Linked DNA regions of Oryctolagus cuniculus: regions 1 and 2 are each linked to region 3. Evidence: chromatin contacts called from public Micro-C data. All regions are on one chromosome and are shown on one strand. The core of a region is the stretch at or near the end of the contact, and the rest is flanking DNA. Distances in the headings are between cores, read along the strand shown. Region 1 holds the start of PDE12 (phosphodiesterase 12). Region 2 holds the start of ARF4 (ARF GTPase 4). Region 3 holds the start of SLMAP (sarcolemma associated protein).

The links. Hi-C and Micro-C count contacts between places; a contact is called where the count stands out from the background.
Region 1: a contact with region 3 is called in a Micro-C map of ear pinna, with 7 times the contacts expected there. The contact joins the promoter of PDE12 here to the promoter of SLMAP in region 3. A contact is called at or near these places in 2 of 6 Hi-C or Micro-C datasets (ear pinna and an unstated tissue).
Region 2: a contact with region 3 is called in a Micro-C map of ear pinna, with 8 times the contacts expected there. The contact joins the promoter of ARF4 here to the promoter of SLMAP in region 3. A contact is called at or near these places in 2 of 6 Hi-C or Micro-C datasets (ear pinna and an unstated tissue).

Annotation. Positions count from the first base shown.
Region 1 is chr10:92,408,785-92,413,343 of mOryCun1.1, reverse strand. PDE12 (phosphodiesterase 12) reads left to right here and starts at 2,486. Exons shown (of 3, transcript XM_002713262.5): 1 at 2,486-4,098. The coding sequence starts at 2,788.
Region 2 is chr10:92,373,967-92,378,556 of mOryCun1.1, reverse strand. It overlaps ARF4 (ARF GTPase 4), which reads right to left and starts at 2,167. Exons shown (of 6, transcript XM_002713263.5): 1 at 1,686-2,167. The coding sequence starts at 1,752.
Region 3 is chr10:92,185,857-92,190,170 of mOryCun1.1, reverse strand. It overlaps SLMAP (sarcolemma associated protein), which reads left to right and starts at 2,254. Exons shown (of 21, transcript NM_001082348.2): 1 at 2,254-2,451. The coding sequence starts at 2,254.

The DNA.
Region 1 (4,559 bases), core at 1,237-3,736, 220 kb before region 3:
TTCCAGCAATAGCATCTCAAATTTAATATGGTCTAAACAGACTCTTGATTTTCTCCACCAAACATATTCCTATCCCACATTTTCCAGTCTCTGTAAATGTCCTATCATTCACTGTTTAGCTGCTCAAGCCTCCTTCCTCTGTTTTTACTTCTGCCCTTCTAGAATAGACTCTTTATCTTACAGTCAGAGTTATCTCTTAAAAACATAACCTTTAAAAACAAAAGTTTACTTCCCTGATTAAAACCTTCCCATTGCTGAATGGATAAACAAAATGTGATATAACCATACAAAGGGATTCTACTCGGCTGTAAGGAACAGAATACTGATACATGCTACTATACAGATATATCTTGAAAACACCAGGCCAAGAGAGAGAAGCCAGATACTAAGAACCACAAATTGTATGATTACAGCCTAAAGTCTGGAATAGGCAAATCCATGGAGACAGAAAGTAGATTCGTGGTTTTCAGGGATTGGGGGGAAGTAAAAAATGGAGACCATTGTTTATCCAGATGGGCTTTTATTTTAGGGTGATGAAATATTCAGGAATTAAGACAGTATGATGGTTGCACAACCTTGTTATAATTAAAAAGCACTAAATTGCACGTGTTAAAATGGTGAACTTTATGGCACATGAAGTATAACTCAATTTTTAAAAGATACCAGAAATGTAAATAAAAAGAAAGAAAGGTACAAAGGAGGAGGGTGGAAGGGAGGGAAGGAGTAAGGGAATATCATCATGCTCTTAGACTTGTATGTATAAATCACACTGACTTCGGTTAAGCCTCCACCTGCAGCACTAGCATTCCATATATGTGCTAGTTTGAGACTCGGCCGCTTAACTTCCAATCCGGCTCCCTGCTAATGGCCTGGGAAGGCAGCAGAAGATGGTCCAAATACCTTGGCCCCTGGATCTATTTGATAGACCTGGAAGAAGCTCCTGGCTCCCAGCTTCAGCCTGGCCCAGCCTGGGCCATTGTGGCCATACGGAGAGTGAACCGGCAAATGTCATGTTTCTCTCTATTTCTACTTTTCAAATAAAGAAAAAAAAATCTTAAAAATGAATAAATCGTGAAGAATGTTAAACATTAATTGAAATTAAAATAAAAAAGATTTCAAGAAAAAATTTTCTAAAGGTTTAAAAAATTATAAAATCCTTTGCTGGATTATGAAGGTTTTATGAATATTTTTAAAGAACATTATACAGAGAACAAAGAGAATTACAGCATGAGAAACTTGTGGGGCCAGCGCTGCGGTATAGCAGACTAAGCCTCTGTGTGTGTGCCGGCATCCCATACGGGCACTGGCTCATGTCCCAGCTGCTCTGCTTTCGATCCAGCTCCTTGCTTATGGCCTGGGAAAGCAGTGGAAGATGGCCAAAGGGGTTCCTGGACCTGGCTCCTGGCTTCAGATCTGCCCAGCTTCGGCCACGGCGGCCATTTGAGGAGTGACCACCAGCTGCAAGACCTTTCCCTCTGTCTGTCTGTAACACTGTCTTTCAAATAAAAAAATAAAGATTAAAAAAGAAAAAGAAACTTTTTTCCCACCATTAAGTAACTACATGTTTTTAGTTTTCCCCCTTTGAGAAAAATGCAAGTTAAAACTTTCTCATGATGGCAAAGCAACCCGAACGCCTTCCCTTTCAGCTGGAAGCAAGTCGGGAACGTCACAGCGCAGGTTAGAACGCCGCACAATCCCTGCCCTCTGCCACGCTTCTCCCTTGGGCTTCCTGCGGCTTCGCTGACACTGGCCTTCTTTCTGCTCTACAAGCCAAGCCCGCAGACATCATCAAGGTCTTTAAAACACCGGGAGATAAAACAAAAGACGCCCAGAGCTAAATCCACTAAGTGTGGATTTCAGATCAACCATGACTTCTCAGTATTAATTTTTTTAATCTGAAATTCAAATTTGGGGGGGAGGGAATCCTGTGTTCTTTGCGAAATCTGCCAACTCTACATAAAAAGGGGTCTCCCCGTTTCTTCACTCCCTGAAGATGAACAGCTTCCCACGACTTCTCCGAACTACTTGTTTCTGCCAATTCGCCAGCTGTGTGACCTCGAGCAGATCACTCAAGCCCTTGCGTCTTCACACCTCTACGCGACAGGTAAGGGTTCCTACCTCACAGGAACTGTGAGGCTTAACTAAGATACCGTGTGCGGCGTTGTTTGGCTGAGTCGGCGCTCACTACATGGCAGCTCTTGTACACTGCTCGTTATTACCCACCACAGAGGCTCAGCTCGGCGCGTAGGCGCTCGCAGGGCCTGGGAAAGGCGCGAGCCAGGACGGCGACCGGGTGGAGAGGCCGGGGGACACGCTTGCCACGCCCTCCAGCACGCCAGCCCCGGGCGGGCCCCGCCCCGGTTTCGATTCCACAGGCAGCACCGCCTCCCTCAGCGAAACGCGACACGTGACGGCTCTCCCAGCCACTTCCGGATCGCCGCGCTTTCCCGCACGTCCCCAAACAGCACTTTCAACAAGACCTTGGAGTCTGCTGTGTTCCTCTGGCACTCCTGTATTTTCCTTACGCCCTCATCATTCTGACCCAGGTTGAAGATAAAACGTAAGCTTCGTGGAATGAGAGACGGGCGTGGCTGCAGAAAGAAGGGTCAGGTAAGCGGGCCTGGCGAATCTGCGACGTAGCGAGCACTGCGCCCCTGCTCCTCAGCGGGCGGAAGTCGGCGAGTCTGAATGGATCCCGGAGCCGGCGGCTGCGGTTCCTCGGTCTCCATCTGACCCTGGGCCCGCCGCTCTGCTGCCGATCTTGTCGGCCTCTGGGCCACCAGGTTCATGTGGAGGCTCCCAGGTGCCCGCGCTGCGCTTCGTGGGGTGCGGACGGCAGTGGAGCGGCGCAGCCGGGCCGAGGCGGCGGCTGAGACAGCGGCGGGCGCCATGGAGCGCGCTGTAGTGCGCTGTGTGCCTTCGGAGCCCAAGCTGAGCCTATCGTTCGCTCTGGCCGACGGCAGCCACAAAAACATGCAGCGCGACCAGAGCGAGCCGCTGGGGCGGGCCCTCAGTCGGATCGCTACCAACGCCCTCAAGGGCCACGCCAAGGCGGCTGCGGCCAAGAAGAGCAGAAAGAACCGGCCGAACGCGAGCGGCGGCGCGGCCTGTGCAGGGCCCGGGCCGGAGCCGGCGGCACCGTGCGAGCCTGTCGTGAAGCTGTACTACCGGGAGGAGGCGGTGGCTGAAGATGTGCTCAACGTGGACGCCTGGCAGGACGGCGCGGTGCTGCAGATCGGCGACGTCAAGTACAAGGTGGAGCGCAACCCGCCCGCCTTCACCGAGCTGCAGCTGCCGCGTTACATCATGGCTGGCTTCCCCGTGTGCCCCAAGCTCAGCCTCGAGTTTGGGGATCCTGCCAGCTCCCTCTTCCGCTGGTACAAGGAGACCAAGCCTGGGGCGACGGAAGCAGAGGGCAGTGGCTCTTCGTCGTTGTCTGCCTCCTCAGCCCCATCTTTGGCTTGGACCGAGACGGGTGTGGACGAGCGCGTCTACACCCCGTCCAATGCTGACATCGGGCTACGGCTGAAGCTTCGTTGCACGCCAGGCAATGGGCAGCGCTTCGGGCCGAGCCGGGAGTTAGAAAGTGTGTGTCCGGTGGAGGCCGGGCCTGGCACCTGCACTTTTGACCATCGGCATCTCTACACCAAGAAGGTGACAGAGGACACCCTCATCCGCACTGTCTCCTACAACATCCTGGCGGACACTTACGCCCAGACTGAGTTCTCGCGGACGGTCCTGTACCCGTACTGTGCCCCCTACGCCCTGGAGCTCGACTACCGCCAGAACCTAATCCAGAAGGAACTCACGGGCTACAACGCCGACCTCATCTGTCTGCAGGAGGTAGACCGCGCGGTGTTCACAGACAGCTTGGTGCCCGCCCTCGAGGCCTTCGGGCTGGAGGGGGTGTTTCGAATCAAGCAGCACGAAGGCCTGGCCACTTTTTACCGGAGGTCTAAGTTCAGCCTCCTTAGCCAGCATGACATTGCTTTCCACGAAGCCCTGCAGTCCGACCCCTTGCACAAAGAACTGCTGGAGAAACTGGCCGAGTACCCGCTGGCGCAGGAGAAGGTGCTGCAGCGGTCTTCTGTCCTGCAGGTAAAGCAGCTCTGCCCGTCTCGCGTGCTCGCCCGATCTGGGCCGGGCTTGTAATTGACATGAAACTATCTAGACTTCAGTGACCAGTGTGCTCCTCTGGCTTCTTCGACACAAAGTTCAGTCTCCATTCATTCAGCAGATACTTAAGAACATCCAGAGCGTGCCTGTCACGCTGCAGGTTGCCTGCTGCAAGGCTGGGACTTTGATGGTGCCTAAGACCTAGTGAGAGGCCGGCGCCGCGGCTCACTAGGCTAATCCTCCGCCTTGTGGCGCCGGCACACCGGGTTCTAGTCCCGGTCGGGGCGCCGGATTCTGTCCCGGTTGCCCCTCTTCCAGGCCAGCTCTCTGCTGTGGCCAGGGAGTGCAGTGGAGGATGGCCCAGGTGCTTGGGCCCTGCACCCCATGGGAGACCAGGAAAAGCACCTGGCTCCTGGCTCCTGCCATCGGATCAGCGCGGTGCG
Region 2 (4,590 bases), core at 918-3,417, 190 kb before region 3:
AAATTTAAAACTTTTCCATTTTCTTCCAATCACTATTTTGGGGGAGGGGAAAGTGCTATCAGAAAACAGAGGAAAGTGTTTATAGCATAATTCTACCTTTCATCCCTCAAGTTCAGCCATGACAAAAGACTAAGGTAACTAAAAATATCAATTCATTTGCTACAAGAAGAGACCACCATACAGCATCTTTTGGGAACACAACTGTGTACTGGTTTATCTCTGGAAGGAACAGACTGGAAATTTATTTCTCACAGTCCAAAGTTCTCCCAGTGACTTCAGGTCCTTTTTCAGACTGAAAATATTCAGCCACTTAAATCTCAAATAGCATGCTTGCCTTCCTAAAATAATTTGATGTCTTCTGCATTAAGGTAATTTCAGAAACTTACCTGTGTGAAGAATCAAAAACAACCCTTCTACGAACCTTAAACCAGCCGAATTAACCGGAAAGTGAAAATAGAACTCAATGTGGATCTCCTTATTCTTCACTTACCTAGAAAAAGCGTATTTCACTTCCGAAGAAAACTTTCCCAGGTGGAAGAGCGCTAAAATACCACGACCTTCCCGGGACCCCTCTGGAGAAAATCAGCTAATGAAGCAGCAAGATTTTTTTCAGTCTAATTTTATTCCTAACGTAGAAATTCGCTAGCAGAACCAACAAGTTTCAATGTTCAAAGGTGGAGAGGTTCAGCTGTGGTGCAGACACTCCTCACAGTACCAGGAAGAACGGACTGTCATATCACCCAAGTGACAGCCGTTTGCCCTCGGCTGAGCAAAAAAGGATCCCTAAACGGCAGTTCTAAAACCCTATTTCGAAAGGAATTTCAAAACAAACCAGCTTAACTTTGTCGCTATCATTTAACATGGCTACTCTAAAATCAAGTCATGATTCAGGTACTGAATATTTATCAAATTTTTTAAAAAATGAGTTTTTGTTTTTCTGCATGAAACCTTGAGCCAGCTGGATAAAAATTAGTTGGATACTCAAAAATAATAAGCCAAATGCAATTAAAGTTCTCGAAAGTAACCAAAAGAAACCCACATGATGAACGTAGTCTGCATGTGATGAGAGTATTAATTAAGAAGAATACGCGGCATCCCGAGCGAGGTAAGGTTAGCAAGGCGAGCTCCGAGGACACCGGACTCCGGGGAACCTGGGCGCTCCCCGGCCAGCGCACTGGGCCTGGTCACTTCCTGCCCCGGTGGCTCCGGGCTCTCGGCGGCCGAAAGCTCACAAAACCAACAGAGTGTGCAGTGTGTACACGAAGCGGAAAGGGGGAGGAAAGGCTGGAGTCGCCGTGCCGCCCTGCCGACCGCTGCCCGTACCCGGGCACCCTCACAATGGGCCTACCCTGCGTTCGCTTCCAGGAGTTCGCCTCCTCTCCCCCCCAGCTCCGCCCAACCTCGTCCGGGTTTCACTAAGAGCGAGAGCCAGCGAAGCCCGGGAGGAGGAAACCTCGCCCGAAGCCCGGCCCGGGTCTTCTGGGAAGGCAGATCCGAGGCGACCGCTTACTCTTCGCCCCATTGTTCCCCCTTCAGGAGTCTTTCCGACCCCCAACTCGCCACCCCTCCCCCACCACGGCCGGCGGAGAGAAAAAAACAGGGCCCGAGGCCGTCCCGAGCGATCGTCCGGCCTGCCCCCGACCCCCGCCGGGCCAGGCCGCCTTCGCTCGCGGCCCCTCACTCACCCATCAAGATCCGCATCTGCTTCTTGCCGAAGAGGCGGGAGAAGAGAGAGGAGATAGTGAGGCCCATGGCGGTAGTGGCACTTGCTATGGGCAGAAGCAGAGGGGTTTGGGGAGCCCCTGGGCCTTCTTTCACCCTCCTGGCAAACTGGACGAGAAAGAGCCGAGGAAGAAAGAGGGCGGCTCGCCGGCCGGCGCGTCGGACGAAGCTCCGGGACAGGCACTAGCGGGGCAAGGACCTGCTCGGCGACTGCCGCGACAGCTCAGGCTCTGGCTCTAAACCTCCGGCTGTGCCACGTCACGCGGCGGCCGCGGCGACTCCGGCAGCGGCCCGGCCCCTCCAACGCGGACAGAATCGCGTCACCGCCGCCCCATCCCCCTGCGCTTCCGGTGCTGCCGGAGCCACTGCGCCTGCGCACGCCAGGGATTGGCCAATTTGGCTGACGTGCTTCTCTCGCCGCCGCCACCTCCGGGACGTGGCTCCCGGAGCCGGGCGCTGGGCACATGCGTACTAGGAGGAGATCGGTGAAGCCCCATAATGCCTCGCTCCGTCACTCCCAATCAGGCTTTAGGGGGAGACGCTTTCCCCCGGATGAATGCGTTGTCGGGGTTGTGGTCTTCGCTTCCGGGAATAAGAGCTGTGCATTATGGGTTAGAAAGTTAGTTTGTTTCTTGCTTTTGAGCTGCTCTGAGACGCTGCGCACGTTGGAGGTACCCACAAATGTATATGTTTCACAAACGCGACAAGAAACTTGTCCTAGTGGAGGGCTGAAGATGGACCCTACCTTCCCAAAAGAGGAGTGATTAAAAGCCGACCTGCGGGCGGAGAGATGGCGATCACCTATTAAGGAGTGGAAACGAGACAGTTCGGCCCCCCAGCCCAGGCCTTGAAGATCCTTAATCCTATGCCAAGAGTTCTCCAACAGACTGCCATCGGCTATTGCATTTTTAAGGGAAGTCGACGAGAAAGGCTTGGAAGAAACATGAAGCCCTTACCTGAAGATAATTTCTGATCTTAATATTTTTCTGATTACAAGATAAGATACACAGCTTTTTTAAAAAGTATATTTTAAAAAGGAGGTTCTCCGTAAATAGCAGTTTAGGATTAGTGTCTGCAGCCTCCTCCCTCACTTTGGTTGTGTTCACCCACCCTTCAGATCTGTTTAAAGGAAATCCTGCCTTGACCTCCTGTCTAGGTAGGCCTCCCCATCACCCAAACTTAAAGCCTCATAACCTCCTTTCTTAGTTCTCATTTCACATGTTGTGGTTACCATTACAATACCCTCCCTTGTCTGAAAGCACTAGGAAGGCAGGAAACGAATCCATCTTTACATTCCATTGTATTTCTCAGACTTGGCACAGCACAGACAATAATTGTGGTTGAGTGGTAAGGTAAGAGGATGCCTGGGTAAAATAAAATGCCCCTCTGTGCAATACTATTATGAATTCAAATGATGTAGAACTACACACAGTCTTCTAATAAGCTCTCCAGTGTTCAGGTAGTGGGAAAAATGCCAAATAGTACTGTAAGGTGTTATAAAAATATAATTTCCTGTGTGTGTATGCAGAATTAAAATAGAATCCACTTACAAGGGTAGTTAGTGGTTATGTGATTAATCTTTAGAGAATATGTTTTTTTTCCTTTTAAATAATTTTTTATCTATTTTTAAAAGTCTTTTATTGAGGCCGGCGCCGCGGCTCACTAGGCTAATCCTCTGCCTTGCGGCGCCGGCACACCGGGTTCTAGTCCCAGTCAGGGCGCCGGATTCTTTCCCGGTTGCCCCTCTTCCAGGCCGGCTCTCTGCTGTGGCCAGGGAGTGCAGTGGAGGATGGCCCAAGTGCTTGGGCCCTGCACCCCATGGGAGACCAGGAGAAGCACCTGGCTCCTGCCATCGGATCAGCGCGGTGCGCCGGCTGTAGCGCGCCAGCCGCGGTGGCCATTGGAGGGTGAACCAACGGCAAAGGAAGGCCTTTCTCTCTGTCTCTCTCTCTCTCTCACTGTCCACTCTGCCTGTCAAAAAAAAAAAAGTCTTTTATTGAGCTATAAATTACTGCAATAAAATTCACCAATTCTAAGTATACTTTGATTAAACCAAATGTATGTGGTGGTGGTGTAGCCACCATCATAATCACAGCAAATATTTTATTATCCCAAACATTCCTTCATTCTCCTTTGTAGTCATCCTCTTCCCCTCATGTCCATCCTCCAGCCAATCACTGATCTGCTATCACTATATAGTTTTGTCCTTTCCAAAATTTCATATGAGTGGAATCTGTGTGTGTCTGCATGTGTGTGTGTGTGGTCTTATCTAGCCTGTTAGGTATGGCTTCTTTCCTCTAGCATGATGATTTTGAAATTCATCTATGTTATTACAAGTATCCATAGTTCTTTTTTATTACCAATTACTACTCCATTGTACAGAATACACCATTATTTATCCATTTATCAATTAATGGACTGTGGGTTGTTTAAGGTTTTGTGCTATTGTGTATAAAGCTGCTATTATCATTTTAGTACATGTTTTGTGTCTATTAATTGTATAAGATGAATTTATTCATGCGTCAACTTAGGTAATTTTAAAATCATCAAATTTGATGAATGAACTAACCGGTATTAGTTTGACATGTATTCTTCTAGATTTTCCTCTCTGAAATACTACTGTCTCTGTATAAATGATAGTGGGATTTTAATATTAGCAACTCCTTTTTCAATTTAATGTATTGTGTACATGTTAAAATATCAGTATCTGAAGATTTAACTTATTTTACAGGCTACATTCCATAATATACTAGATAACTTATTTAATCTATCAAATTGTAAAATGTGTATATTCTGATAGAAAAATTCCACTTCCAGGAATTTACATTAAGAAAAATTACCCTCAAGTTTTTTAGGTTGTGCTTATAA
Region 3 (4,314 bases), core at 1,005-3,504:
TTTAGAAACTTGCCCAAGGTCATAGCGGTGGAGTCTTGTCTCAGGAATCTGAAGAATGAAGTCTCCCTTGAGCTAAAAGGCTTCTTCCCATTATCTTTTCCTCAAGTTTTCGTTTAGCTTTGGCAAAGTCTTGCCTTCTTTAGACCAATGACTCATCTACCTTAAGATTTTGAGGGGAGGGGCAATACTCCGTTTTTCGTATTGGCACTTGTTCGACCTCTCTTCTGGAAGCAAATTGATTTTCAACTTTCTCAAGTCTCATTCCTTTTTCATTCCGCGTGGGAGGACGATCATTCGAAACGGCATACGTGTGAAAAACAAAGTTTTCTTCCTTCACGAAACACAGCGACGAATTTAGTTAAGGCGAAGATAGTCCTAGTCATGTCTAACGCACAATCCGAGATTTGTGGGAGTTTGGTAGTTCACACCTAAGGCGGCGGAGGGAGGACTGTGTTGCCCATAGCTAAGATGGCGTCTAATGACCATCTCCTGTGCCTGGACCTGTTCTTTTCATTCGTGGCTACATTCAAGAAGTAGTAAAGTGAATAAAGTTTAGTAAAATTTGGTACTTTATTACTAAGAAGATAAAATGAGAGTGGGCACGATTTGTTTGTAAAAGTTTCAATGTTCAAATTCTTTCTTGCCCTTAACCAAAATGGTCGTCAAGATTCTCCTGCAATTTGAAGTTTCTAGCCCTTAACTAAGATGGCGTCCAGAAGAGCGCGTTAAAACCTGGTTTGCCCTCCTTTCTGCCCTCGACAAATGTGGCTTCCGCGGCGTCGTCCACGTGACATCCCCGGGCTACGGCGCGGGAGAGGGGGTAGGAGGGCCCTTGAAGGGTGCGCGTTCCCGTGGCGGTGCACCGGGTAGGTTTCAGTCAGAGTCACTATGGCGGCCGGCGCTGGCAAGGTAAGCTGAGACGGCGACGGCGGCGGCGGCGGCGAGGGAGGCAGGAGCCGTCGTAGCGTCCCGGCCCCAAATCGCCGCAGTCCGTCTGCGGAGAGGTCGGCCGAGGTCGTGGCCAGCGGCGGAGGCTAGCTGGGGGTTGGCTGAGCGGGGCGAGGGCTGAGGCGGGCGGGCACCAGCGCCTGACGGCCGTTTGTTTTGATGTTTCCCCACCAGGTCGGAAAGTTTCCTGCCTCGTCTGGCACAGCCTGAGCTCGCCCCGCTGGCCGCGAGTGGTGGAGGCTGCGGCGGACCCAGCCCGGGGCCTCCAGGCCTCTCCCTCAGCCTCCGGGCCAGTCTCCCACCCCACCCCCCCACCCCCACCTCCCCGTCCGCCGAGAGCTCTGCGGCTGCTGTCCCTGAGATGCGACCCTCGGGGGGACGACCCTGAGGGGAGGCGGCCGGTGTGCTGAGCAGCCGCGGCCGGGGAGCCCGGGCGTCCAGGGACCAACTTCCCGCCAGCCGGGAGCCCCGCGCCGCGCCCGGGTAGCGCCTCGCTCGGTCCGTACCGGCCTGCGGAGCGGGTCCCGCCCCTGGTCGCGGAGACGCCCGCCAGGTGCCGGGGAGTCCGGACGCGGCCGCTGCCTGCGCCCCCGCCGGCCCCCACGCCTGGCGCGGGCGACCCCTGCCGCCGCCGCCGCCGCCCCAGCTCGTGCGGGGCCGGGGACCCGGTGGGCCATCCGTGCAGCAGCAGCAGCAGCAGCAGGGGCGATGAAGACCGTCCCGCGGGCCGCCTAGACCCCTCGCCGGCCTCCGCTCCCCCGGGGCCCTTGCGGACGGGCGGCGGCTGCCCCTGGCCTCGGCTCCGGAGGACCTTGCCGGCCGCCCCGAACGGACCCTTCCTTCATGCTGCAGTGCTGCAACGTTTCCGCCAGCGAGGGGGCACCGCGGCCGCGATCGCACACAGAACCCCGGAATCGCCGTGTGACTCATCTGCTTGGAGACCTCCAGCCCCAAAACTGCCTTCCAGGAGTTTTCTTGGCCGAAGCTGCCCGATGTTTGAGCCTCTCCTTCCCAGGGAAGATGGACTGAAAGCCGCCAGCGGGGGACTGTTTGCGATCGGGGCGCTGCTGGGTTTCCAAGGAGGCCATGGGGCTTGCGCTGGGCTGCCTTCCCACCCCAGTGAGGAGCTGCTGATGTGCCCTGGTTATGCTTAGACGATGCGCAGTTTGTTGTAATTGAAAACAAAAAATTACTTGAGGGTGGGGTGGGGAATAAGGGGGGAGGTCTACGCTTGTGAAGGGCAGTCCGGATCTGGAGGAACTCCTCGTTGTCCCTGGTAGGAGAGACACCGCCAGTCTGTCCTCGATGCCGTCAGCCTTGGCCATCTTCACCTGCCGCCCGAACTCGCACCCGTTTCAGGAGCGTCATGTCTACCTGGACGAGCCCATCAAAATCGGCCGCTCGGTGGCCCGCTGCCGGCCGGCGCAGAATAATGCCACCTTTGACTGCAAAGTGCTGTCCAGGAACCATGCTCTCGTCTGGTTCGACCACAAGACCGGCAAGGTAATGTCTGACACCCTGTGCTTTGCCTTTCCTTTTGCCCTCCCCTGGAGGCATCATGGATGCATGATGGATGCATGATCCCAGAGTTTGCACCCCAGAGATCGCTTTCAGCAAAGCGGTGGAGTCAACTTTGTGTGTGCCTGGTTCTAGGGGAAACTGAATAGAGGTGGTTGAATGGAAAACACAAGGTATTGTAATCAAATGCCTCGGAGGCCAATGGCATCTTGATAGTGTGGTGGTTCCCAGGGCTTCTCAAAACTGAATAGTGAGACTTGGGACTAGCTGTGCCATCTTTTTAGGAAGGTGGGTTTGCAGTTTGGCGCTTGATTAAGCAAGCTGCAGTTCCCGTAGCAAGGCAGGGGATCCGTGGCCAGCTTTACTGAGGATTTCAGATCAGGGCTTTTCTAGATAGGAGGATTGCTTGTGTGAACCTAATGCTGTTGACAGTTTTGATAGATATTTACCCTTGAAGTGGTACTTTGCAGTAATCAAAGCCAATTAAAGCACGGACAACTGACTTCACAGTTTCAGAGTTTTGTTTCCAGGTGACAAGCAATAGTTAACATATACCTGTTGCTTTCAAAAATCACTTTTTGATGTTCCCTTCAGCACTTTTTAAATACTTAATGCATACTTACAGAGGTGACATTCAAAAATTAGTATGAGGGAATTAATTTGTTTTCTGAAATTAAGTTCAATTCTGTTAATTATATTCTTCCCCAAATGAGGTATTCATTTTAAGTGTAACAATTTTAGCATTTTTATGTGGATATGTAAATTACTATATAGATGTGTGCTTATATATTAAGAAATCAGGAGGCAAATACTAAGTCTTTCAGGTTTTAAAAACTGTGTGTGTATGGAGAGTATACTGAAAGAGCTCATCTTTCTGCTTTACCCACAGGTTTTAGTTGAACTACTGAATTAATTTAAACTTTAAGTTATGTAAGACTAATAGGAATAGCTCAGGTTTCGCCTCCTGACTTTTTGCCCTTTTCTGAGATAAATGATGAAGTCTTCCTTAAAAGAAGAATTAAAATTTTTTCAAGATTAGTGTTTTGAAGTGAAAAAAGCCTGAACCTCAAAAGCAAGAGAGGAAGCAAAGCTGCTTCTGCAGCGACTCAATTAAACAGTTATTATATAAATTATTTTCTAAGGAAAGGAGGAAAAGATTGCCCAAGTGCTGTGTGCTTGCATAATACCTATAACCTACTCTGGTGTGTAGGATGTAGACTGAAAAGTATGTTAATTTTTCTGTATAATGCCAGATGCTTATTTACGTATGGAACATACCCTTTTACCTCCCTGGAAGCTAAAGTTTGGATGCCTCAAAGACTTCACAATTTACACACACTCTTTTAAAATGAATATTCATAAAGCTCATCACTCTGGTCTTTGAATTCAGACATTGGTTAGTTACTAGTACCTTAACCAGCTTTTACATCTTTTGCTCCCTGCCCCCCAGCAACAGTTAGGTCCAACCTAATTAGGTAACAGATTTGCTCTCAGTACATAGATACATACTCTATAAATTCACTTTCATTCATTCAGCAATCAAAGGAGACTTTTTTTTTAACTTACTTGAAAAACAGTGATTACATGCAAGGTGTTCTCCATGCCTGTACTAACACCCTCACAAGAAATTATTTTGCAGTGACTAAGAATAGATCAGTAGTGAATGTTTAGCTGGGAATTGGATGACATGTTAAAACTTTGAATGGAACTTGTTATTTAGAAAAACTTATTTTTGAAGGGTAGATTTGGCTTATTCCTACCATTTTCACCCCCCCCCCCCCCCGACGTTATTGGGTAAAATGAAACTCTGGACATGAGGCTATGCCTTTTTTTATGTGTTTGTTCATT